Regions from separate parts of the Mus musculus genome. Here region 1 is linked to region 2. Evidence: chromatin contacts called from public Hi-C data. All regions are on one chromosome and are shown on one strand. Each heading gives the region's core, a stretch centred on a gene start, on an enhancer-like site or on the middle of the called end of the contact. The rest is flanking DNA. Distances are from core to core; before and after follow the strand shown.

Region 1 (5,369 bases), core at 2,048-4,547, 1.0 Mb after region 2:
ATTTGGTCTATAGTACTTTCGTATGACAAACCAAAAGAAAAATGATGCATAACTAAGAAAGCTTGCTATATAAACGTTTTATGTTGCAAATCTTTCATAGTGATAAATATGTGATTTTCCCCTCTGTCTGATGATTTCTCTTTTTTGGTAATTGGATAATAATATATGTACAGAAGTCAAAAATGTATATGTTGAGATCTAACCTCAAAGTGATGGCTTTAGGAGAGGGTGAACTTTGAGAGATGCTGTGGCTGTAAATGCTCTCACAAGTGTAATTAGCATCCTTCTCAGAGAGCCTGATGAAGCAGATATCTCCTTCCATTAATAGCTGTGAGAGCAGAGGCATAGCTTATGGTCCATAAAGCCCAAACCAGACACTTAGTGCCCTGGTGTTTCAGTCTTGGTAGTTCCCAAGACTGAAACTACAAGGCATGTAAGATTTGTGTTGTTTTATACATTTTAAAAAACTGGACTCAGCTCTTCTCTAGGGTAATGGCAACCTGATTTGTTAAAATATTTTTTTAATTTTTAAAAAATGTATCATACATAAGTAAACGTGACTCTAAAGTCCAATATTATGTATTAGCAGAATTGGTTCCTTATGAGGAATTCTCCTAATGGTCGACTATAGGCTGAAAGGTAAGCCAAGTAAGTGTTTTCATATTAAAAAGAAAGAAAGAAAAAGAAAGAAAGGAAGAAAGAAAAATGGAAGAAAAAGGAAGGGAAGGGAAGGGAAGGGAAGGGAAGGGAAGGGAAGGGAAGGGAAGGGAAGGGAAGGGAAGGGAAGGGAAGGGAAGGGAAGGGAAGGGAAGGGAAGGGAAGGGAAGGGAAGGGAAGAAAAAAAGAAAGAAAGAAAGAAAGAAAGAAAGAAAGAAAGAAAGAAAGAAAGAAAGAAAGAAAGAAAGAAAGAAAGAAAGAAAGAAAGAAAAAAGAAAGAAAGAAAGAAAAAGAATATTCTCACAGTTCTTCTAGGCCTTCATGTCTGAAGATTCACACGTTGTAAAGAACTCTGGCCCCTTTCCTGTTCTGGGCAAAGTATAGTCCTCACAAAGTAATTTTATAAACTTTTATGATTTCAGGGATGCTTATTTCAGTTTCTCCACATTCACATCTCTCCTATGTACAGACATAGTCAATGCTTTAACTGGCCACTGTCTTGACATAAGTACCAAAAAGGAAAATAAAGTTGTGGATATCCCAGCAAAAATACTCCCACTTGTGCATGCAGAGAGGCCAAACAGTATTTACAGAGCTTGAAGATGAGAGCAAATGAGAGCAGCTAGGAGAGGAAGGTGAGGACCACGCCCTGGGTGCCTCTCAGTGAAGCTCCTCTCCAAACAGAACAGGGCCTCTGGGTGAAATTCAATTAACAGGGGGAGGTGCTCATGAGGAAATGGGGTGCTCAGATGTCTGCAAGTTAGGGCATCGGGTTCAGATGCAATAATGCTCCTTCCTGGTAAAATAGACATGCTGCTCTCTAGAGGCTCCATGGAAGAATGGCACAATGTGGGAATGGAAGCAAGGCGAGGTAAGGCTGGTCCTCAATGCTTTTTGACTTACCTTACACATTTAGTGCTATACTGAAATGTAAGTAAATACCTTTAGGAGGGATTTCTGCACTTGATGCCAGCAATAACTGTCTGGAAACAGAGTTACAGATCTTTCCTAGTTATTTTATGTGCACTTTAAAAGTTTATTGATATATGCTTATAAATTTAGCCAGTTAAAATGTTTTAATTAAGTTAACTTAATTAAATATTATATTTAAACCAGATTGTATAACTGTTACCACAATCCACATTTAAAACATTTCAAATATTTCAGTAAATTCTCTCCTGCCTAATCCCTATTCCAACCCCAGGTTCTGAAAACCACAAATCTATTTTGTACCTCTATAGATATGAGTTATATTTCATGTTTAAATACAGCAGCTTGGAAACAAAGAAATCAAAACATCACCATGAAGATGTGTTTTTCTTCAAAGTGTCTTTCTTTTTCAAAGTGATCAATATAACTAAATGAGATTCAGCTACCTCACTGAACCAAGTTTCTGGGGCTGTTTTTGCAAACCCAGTTCCTAGGGTCTGACACATTTTAACCCTGGGAAGATCCAGGGCTGATGGTATAGCTGTCGCTAGTGTCTTTCAGAAAAGTCTGCAACATTCCACAGCAAACTAAAGCTTCACTGGTTAACAAGTGGGAAGAATTCATGGTAGATGCTCTAAACTGGACCTCTAGACCACCCCTCCAAACTACAGAGAACATTGCCAAAGGGGATAGAAAGGATAAAAGAGTGAAAAGATGGAGAGATACGCCATAGGAAAGGATATCCCCTGCACATGATATGGCCATTCATGTATTCACTGTAATCCAGGCCATCTGCAGAAGACATGCACAAGACTGGGCTTGCCCACATTTCACCCACTGATGGAGTAGGAACCCAGAAGACTACTGTGCTATCTCCTTATTCAAGGAGAAGGTGTTCTTTTCTGCAGTGGTGAAGCAGCCCTTGCTCCAGTAAATAACCTCCGACCCTTGGTAAGAAACTCTAACTAAACACAGTGAGCCACACACCAAAATAATGAATTGAAGTGTTGGTGGGATCTTGTTGTGGAAAGGGGTTTCAAAGTAAGAGGGAGGATAGAAGAGTGTGGGATGAGCATGACCAAAGTAATTTATACAAAAAGAAGATGCCAGGCAACAAAAACTTTAAAAGGAGTCATGATTTTAGTATTTACCTTCATCAGGAATGATGGGGGAAAAATCCCTTTTAAAAATTAAAACTAGATTCTTCTCTTGTATAAAAGATCCCAACCTAAGTTCCCCCTCCCTCCACTTCTGCAACCTCCTCACCATCTCCCCTCTCCCCAGATTCACTCCCCCTCTGTTTCCTCCTCAGAAAAGAGAAAGCCTCTAAGAGATGACAGCCAGACAGGACAAAACAAGATACAGTAAGACAAGGCAGAAGCCCTCGTACTGAGACAATCCAGTAGGAGGAAAAGAGACCCAAGAGCAGGCAAAGGGGAGATAGATAGTCCTGCTCCCACTGTCAGGACTTCTACACCACCACCCAGCTAACAGCCATAACATATATCCAAGAGACCTGGTACAGACCCATGCATTTTTACCTGAACATTTTTGAATGTTAAACTATCCCTTTCTCTACTAATGAACCAATCTCTACTTTAAACTGGTCACAATCATTTGAGTCTGAGAGATATTACCTAGACATAGGCACCCTACTGAAAACAGAGATCTACCAGGAACCGAGATTCTTGTGGCATTAACTGCAAAGCTTACAAATTCTCTGCTGGGGTTGGACAGTGGCTCTGAAACATGTGGTTAGTCTGGGAAGTGTCACTGCACCAGAGCTGACTTCTTCCTAAAGGAGATGTACCATGTGTGAGAGTGGTGGGGCCACCCTCAGGTCACAGCCCACTGTGGCGGTCTGTGATCCATAAGATGTAAGAGTTATTTTTCCAAGGTCTAGAACCAGCATGTCTGTCTGAGAACACAGACTGGAGCAGAGATTTTTTTTTTTATCAATTTACAATTTTTTTTATCATGTGCTCCTCAAATCCCTGGGGCCATGTGAGGTCCAGTTTGTTTCCAAACATAAGGGCCAAGGCAAAACAATTTCCAGTCTCTCTCAAAGAAAAAATACGAAAGCTGCATCAGGTTCCGGGATGTGCTGAGCTCTGTGGCTGTCTCTGGTGCCTTAAGAACACTGCCGGGTAGGCAGCAGCCTCTCAAGAGGTCTGACTATAGGTAACAGATGAAAACTAGATTCTGAAATCACAGCAAGGCGGAGGTGCAGCCAATTAGAGTCTGGATTAACAGAATAAAGCAAATCAAACTAAACAAAAAAAGAAAAAATAGCAAGGATTTAATGGTTTGACTTTCTTGCCTTTTTAAAAAACTTTAAAGCATTATCAGTTTGGGAACAGTGTATCTTTGTGAATCAAAACCAATGTAATTAATTAACATAACTTGGTCCACTGATTCACCTCCAACAAACAACATGGAAAGGCCCAGGTCTGTACAGTAATGGCAGCTAACACATCTCTTCTCTTCCAAACATCATGGAGCAGTTTTATAAACATCAACTTGTATTAATTTAAACCAAATATTAAAACCAAACTTTTTTCCTAGGTGGTAAAGCTTGTCTGCATATTTTCATTATTACAAAATGGTTGCCTTTAGTCCATAAACTACAAGGGCATAGTAAGGTCACAACGGAGTGGCAAACACAGTAAATTAGAAGGAAAGTAACCAGAGCCTGTATTTAGCATGATTCTTTTCACCTGGAAGTAAATGAGTATACACAGTCCATTGATTAGTGCTGATTTGAAATGGAGTTTCTATTTAAATGATTCTTCTAAACTCTGTTTTATAGCAAAAATTTAAAGTATTTTTTTCTTTATGGTTTTTTTTTATCATCTGAAAATATACAACCCAGGCTTTGCCAAGTGCAAATGTGAAATTTAATTTGAAGCCATTCTTGATTTAGCTTGCACATATACTAACATCAGAAGACAAGAATGCAAAGTGATCTGCTATCTGGAATTGGAAGATAACACAAAAAAAGAAAAAGAAAGAAAGAAAGAAAGAGGAAGGAAGAAAAAGGAAGGAGGAGGAGGGGTAGGAGGAGGAGGAGGGGGGGAGGAGGAGGAGGAGGAGGAGGAGGAGGAGGAGGAGGAGGAGGAGGAGGAGGAGGAGGAGGAGGAGGAGGAGGCCTGTATTGTGCTTGACTCCAGAAGTCTGCCCTAAGTACCATGCAGGATGGTGGAAAGCAAATGCCTGAGTTCACAGTGCCTGCCCCTTTCCTATCAAGCACAAAAGTACAAGGTTTTCCTGAAGAAGAGAAGGGTTTCAGAACTCTCTAACCCATGTGTGTTGATCATGTAGGAAAACTGGCCAGTACTTCTGTTGTGTTGTCTCCATTATATGCAGTTGATACCCAAGATGCATCACATAATGTCTTCAATCTCCGTCAACTACCTCATAAAGAGTCCATTTGCTCTTAGAGAATAAGAAGGCTGTGAGAACAGGTTCAGGATCACTCTGAAGCAAGAATGGACGTTAATAACTATCCTCAGGGGCACAGATGAGGAAAAAGGGTCATTGACTTAACATTCTTTAATTCTTTTAGGTATAATAAGACTACGTCATGATTTACAGCTGAAAAGCACAGCTTTTGTTTTGCTTACCAATAAAAGAAGGTCTTTCATAACCTCAACTGTTGTGACACTCTGAGAGCTGAGAGATTTGAAGTTACCCTTTATATGGTTGGCTGAAATCTCTCTGCCTTGGGGGGTCTGGAACAGGGGGAAGCCTACTGTTGCTTAACTCCTAAGACATCAATGTTT
Region 2 (5,460 bases), core at 2,106-4,605:
CCAAAAGGGACCTATCATGACTTCCCTCCGAAAGACCCAACAAGCAGCTGAAAGAGTCAGATGCACATATTTGTACCCAACCAATGGACAGAAGCAGCTGACCCCTGTTGTTGAATTAGGGAAGGCTGAAAGAAGCTGAGGAGAAGGGTGACCCTGTAGGAGGGCCAGCAGTCTCAATTAATCTGGACCCCCCCAGATCTCTCAAACACTGGACCACCAAACAGACAGCAAACATCAGCTGATATGAGGCCCCCAACACACACACAGTAGAGGATTTCCTGTTCATTCAGAGATGATGCACCTAACCCTCAAGGGACTGCAGTCCCCTGGGAGTTTAGAGGTCAGGTGGGTAGGGTGGTGGGGGCATTCACTTGGAGACAATGTGGGGTGGGGAGGAGGCATGGGATGTGGAGCAGCCAGAGGGTGGATGGGGGATCAGGGAATGAAATAGGGAGTGTAAAAAATAAATTAATTTTAAAAAACAAAAGGAAAAAAAAAAAAAAGAGTTCTGTAACTTTGGAGGATAGCGCCACCACCTGGACACCAAGCGCTAAAGCATGACCTTTTGAGGGACATTTCAGATTTCAGTTTTGGTTGTGAGCCTCGCCTTTAATAGCTGAGCCAAACAAAACCAAATCATTCTGGTCTAAAAAAAAAAAAAAAAAAAAGAAAGAAAGTGATAAATGACTCCTACTTATATCCTGCTATACTCATGAATTGATGCCTCGTTCTGTTATTAAAGAGAGGCTTCCTTCTTCAGCAGATGGGAAAAGATGCTGAAACCCACAGACAGACATGACACAGAGAGTGAGAGTCCTTGGAACACTCAGGACTAAATAGGATGTCGCCATAAAAATTTCTCCTTCGGAGCTCAAGGAACCCTGAGGAGGAAGAGGAGGTAGAGTAGAAAAAGTGTAAGAGCCAGAAGAGATGGAAGACACCAAGAGAACAAGACCTTCTAAGTCAACATGGACAAAGCTCAGATGAACTCACAGAGACTGGAGCAGCACGCACAGGGACCTGGAAAATCTGTACTAGGTCCTTGTTGCTTATGCCATGACTTCCAGTTTTGTGCTTTCATGGTACCCCCAAGTAAGCAAGCAAGAAGGTCTCTGATTCTCCAGTTGTCTCTTGAGCTCTTTCTCTCAGGTTGGTTTGGCTCGACCAACTTCGATACTGTGGTTTTTATTTTATCCCATTACATTTTTGTTACATTTCAAATGAATGAATGAATGAATGAAGAAATGAATGAAACCCTAGCCACTAGGGGAAAGGTTAACAAGTGACTGTTACTTATACCTGATGAGAGAGAGACATTCAGTTTCTCTAATAGTTTGAGATTGGGTAAATCAACAGCTCCGAGACAGGCCTCGTGCCCAGACATCGCTGACCATCATATTAAAACCTCCATACCTTACTGTGTGTTTGTGTTTGGTTATAGTTTTGTGATATTTTTGGTGGAGGTGGTCATATTTTGTATTTTTTTCTTTTTGGGGACTTGCTGTTATATTTTTGTTGTTTGTTTACTGAGAAAACTTAAAATTTGGGTTGGTAGGGGAAGATGAGAGGATCTGGAACAACTTAGAGGGGGACCAATATGATCAAGATAAGTTTAAATGTAAAAATATTTTAAGTAATAAAAACATAAGAAAAGAGACATTTTACACTCCATCTGCAACAACCACTAACACAACTTTTGTTTGTCATTATCAATGGCACATGTAACCTAAGTTTAATTTATTCCTTATAGCATTTCTGTCCTGGTTTAGTATTCCTTAGTCCTGGTCTTAGAAGACCACCCATTAGAAGTAGCAAAGACTTGTCCATCACATCCTTGTGAGGGTCCCACTTCACAGGGGATTAAAAAAAACACTATCAGACTATCACATTTGATACATTTTGAAATAATTTAGACTTATTTATATCAATGTTTCCATTTTCTTTTAATATGAGTGGATGGGTGGTAAAGATTGTCATTTTGCTACAGTCTAAGATCGCCTGAGCAGAGGCTCAATGAGAGACTGTGGAGATGGAATGGCATGTGAGATTTGTGGGGGATCATTTCCATTAGAAGGAAGACTCTAGCCACTGTTAGGGTCATGATTCGCTGCAGAGGGATCCTGGATCATTTAAGAATGGAGAAAGTGGCCTGAGTCCTAGTATTGAGGCGTAAATTCCTTGCTGTTCCCTCAAACTTCTTTCTATTGTGATGTGCCTGCCTGGATGGGTTATAACCTGAAGTTGTAAGCCAAACCCTTTCCCATTTAAATTGTGTTTGCCCGGTTATTTCAGTACAGTCAACAGGGAGAAAAAAAGAAATAAAAACAAAACTGTGTAAGATTTTACATATAAAAACATAATGGAATATAAGAAAAAAAAGTATATTCCTGGGTAAATTAGCAGTGCATGTCAGTTTCAGAGAAGTGTGGGGAACACACATTTTGCTTTGTGTGTATGTAAGCTGTAGAACAACTTTCACACATATGTTCTCTCCTTCTACTATGTGTGTCCAAGGGCTAAAACTACAGACCTCAAGCTGGCCCATTATTTTTTAACTTTCCCTTTTTGGATGAACACACAACAATTAATATGAATTAAGTGTGAAATGCAATCTTTGGGTCTTAGTTTTCCCAGTATTGTTAAAGATGATAGAGTTTCATCCCAAATCATTAGATAAACTCTTAGTTTAGTGCTTTAAATGATAATTCCCACTATCACCGGGAATTATCCACACACACCACCATTATCTCCCTCATCATGTCTTCCTCTACATTGGTCTAAAAATTTAAAAAACCCCTTATCCAAACAATAGACATTCAGTAACACTACATAAATCTTATTGCTAATATTCAAAGCATTTTTTCAAGGTTATATAAACATTAGCCTATATTGGAGAAACGGGGGTTTTGTTTTGATTATCATGATGTTCATTACCAAGTAAGACAGCTAGAGGGAGCGCTCCAGCATTCCATGCAATTCTTTAAAAAGAAAAATCTATATGCTTCACAAAACTTTAAAAAAAAATCAGTGTTTCTATCTCCCCCCTTTTCCTCTAAAATAGGGAGATAACACAAGTGTACATGAATGTGGAATTCTTGACTTAAAGGGTTGGTTATTATTTTGCTTTTATTCCCTTGCCCAAGTGGAACAGATAAAAATCAAACCAAGTTAAATTTAACATTTCCAAAAGAAAAGAGCCAAGTGTGGATGTGGCCAGCACCTCTGCTTGACTCTTTAAAACTTGCCGGGCAGTCTCTGGGAGTTTACTGCCTTGCTATGGGGAGCACACAGGTTTGCTTAGTAAAATGGAAACTGGAAGGGGATCAGATCGCTTAGAAGAACACAGGGCTCTCATGTGACCAGAGGACCCATGAAACTTTGCAGAGCTCTGCCAGACACATGATGTCTTTGGCCAGAGCAGCAGGACCTTGGTGACTCCACCTGCAACGCTCTTTCTTTCTTTCTTTCTTTTTTTTTTTTTCCTGACTGCTGTGTGGGAAAAAGAGAGGCACATGTGAGGGAGATGCGTATGAAATGCGATGGGGAAGGAAAAAAGCTTATTCCTGTACCAATTGGTTTGCTTACTTTTGCCTTTTCTGTTTCAGACCACCGGCTGTCTGGAATTAATATACTTAGGGCCAAATCCACTTCAACTCAGCCACAGTTCTGGCAAACTGGGCTTTTCACTCTGTGGTTTGGTGTGCCTTTGGCCTTCTTTGTCTGCTGGTCAGGTAGTTACTTCTCTCTCACCATGAAATTGGCGGGCAAGGCTCCTAAAGCTTCCCTCAAGTCTTTCCATAGCAAAGAAATCGAAGCATTAATATTTGTTTAAAACTCAGAGTCCTTGAGACTGGAAAAAATGTGTGGAGATTACAAGTCCCTACCCCAGTGCACGTTCCAGAGAATGACAGCTTGGAACACTGGCCAGAGGAGGGCTTCAATTTAATCCCAAAGAGCCACTGGTTTGTGAATCCCATCCCTGCTATGAACTTTCAACTGTGAGTCTACAGGTCTTGACCACACACTGGGTCGTCTGTAAACCTGAGGCAGCCTCCGAGGGTGTGGTTCACTCCTTGCAGACTTCAGTGTCCGGGTTAGAAAAACAAAAAGCAGCTTTCTCAGAACGCTCAGTTATTTTAAAATTTACTTCTGCTTGATGTTAAATTGGCAATATTTTTATTATTTTTTCATGCTGCATATTGCCAACACCAGCCAGAACACTCACATGTAGTAAAGGTACATTTTATTTATAGCAAAAAGAAAACAGATTTAAAGAAAAAAAAAATCAACCTCAGGGCAGGGGTTAGGGGAACCTACCACTTCTACATTATTCTGAGCATCTCAACCCAAAGAAGCAAGCCCACTGGCTTCCACGATGTGACTGTTGGATGACTGGAATCCATGAAGGTAGGCGTTCCTTGTGGTCTTGGGGAGAACCCAACACGCAAGTCAGACACACACAACCACATCGTTTTATAAATGTATTTTATACTGAAGATTTGAAGCCTCCACTGTGAAGCCCTTAGATGAGCCTTTAAAAGATGTGACCACAGCAAAGCTACAGCACCAGAGACAACAGAAAGGAATACACTTGGGCAGGTGACCTTCAGGGCCTCCTGCCCTTCCTAACTGCCCTGGAAAACCTTGCCAGAGTTCCCAGAGAGGTGAGACGAGCAGCTTCCTCAGGCCTCTTACAGTTACATGAACAGAGATATTGTAGTTTCCCTCTAAGAACCCTTCCCTTGGTACAGTAGTTTGCAGGGCCACAGGGCTATGTAATTTCTCATTATGTTTTACATCTATTATAGCATGCTTTCCTTAACACTTTGGATTTTTCCCTCAAGCACGTTGGTCTTCATTATTCTTGCTTTTAGCCTGTATCCCTGCCATGTGGCTGCTTGTCCACTATGTGTCCAACTCCCATGACAACTTACCAGGCATGGAAATCCCTGCCTCATCCCCAAGTCTTTGCTGAACCATGGCTGAAGTTCATTGCTTGCTTGTCTCGGGTTTTGTTTCTCTTCAAGCTCTAATAAAATTGTCTTTGAGTTTCTGTTTGAGTTCACTCCTAAATTTTTTTAGTAATGAGACTCAGAATCCCAAAAGGAACTGTAATTTCTCTTGAATCAGTATTCACTCTGGTGTACTATGTATTAGGGTGGGGGAGGGAGATGCCTAGTGTCTCATCACTTCCTATTTGGATATATTGTGAGTTCAGAAGAGGAGAAAATGGCAGAGAAACATTTGTGAGACATGTGTGCAATATTTAACGTACGGATTTAAATGTGTATAATAAACAGTGCTAGGAACATTATAGAAATTAGCTCATGCAATCCTCCCAGGAACCCTGTAGGCTATTATTGCATCCCAAAGACCAAACAACACCTCTTAGAGAATAAGTAACTCATCTAAATTAAGGCAGCAAGAGAGGGATGAGCCAGATGGATCAGCTGTAAATGC

What was found. Hi-C and Micro-C count contacts between places; a contact is called where the count stands out from the background.
Region 1: a contact with region 2 is called in a Hi-C map of adipose-derived mesenchymal stem cells, with 10 times the contacts expected there. The contact joins two enhancer-like sites. A contact is called at or near these places in 2 of 39 promoter capture datasets (the 3T3-L1 cell line and hippocampal neurons), 35 of 484 Hi-C or Micro-C datasets (3T3-L1-derived adipocytes, the AML12 cell line, the C10 cell line and 22 more) and 1 of 115 datasets of contacts at active chromatin or transcription factors (astrocytes).

Annotation. Positions count from the first base shown.
Region 1 is chr12:34,652,369-34,657,737 of GRCm38.p6, forward strand. All of the region lies in intron 3 of Hdac9 (histone deacetylase 9), which reads right to left. Among named protein-coding and RNA genes, the nearest start is that of Gm46347, 130 kb to the right of the region's middle. Within about 2 kb of position 3,298, at least 3 of the 459 cell types and tissues checked have an H3K27ac peak or open chromatin away from gene starts, as enhancers often do.
Region 2 is chr12:33,605,061-33,610,520 of GRCm38.p6, forward strand. No RefSeq gene overlaps it. Among named protein-coding and RNA genes, the nearest start is that of Gm23529, 150 kb to the left of the region's middle. Within about 2 kb of position 3,356, at least 10 of the 459 cell types and tissues checked have an H3K27ac peak or open chromatin away from gene starts, as enhancers often do.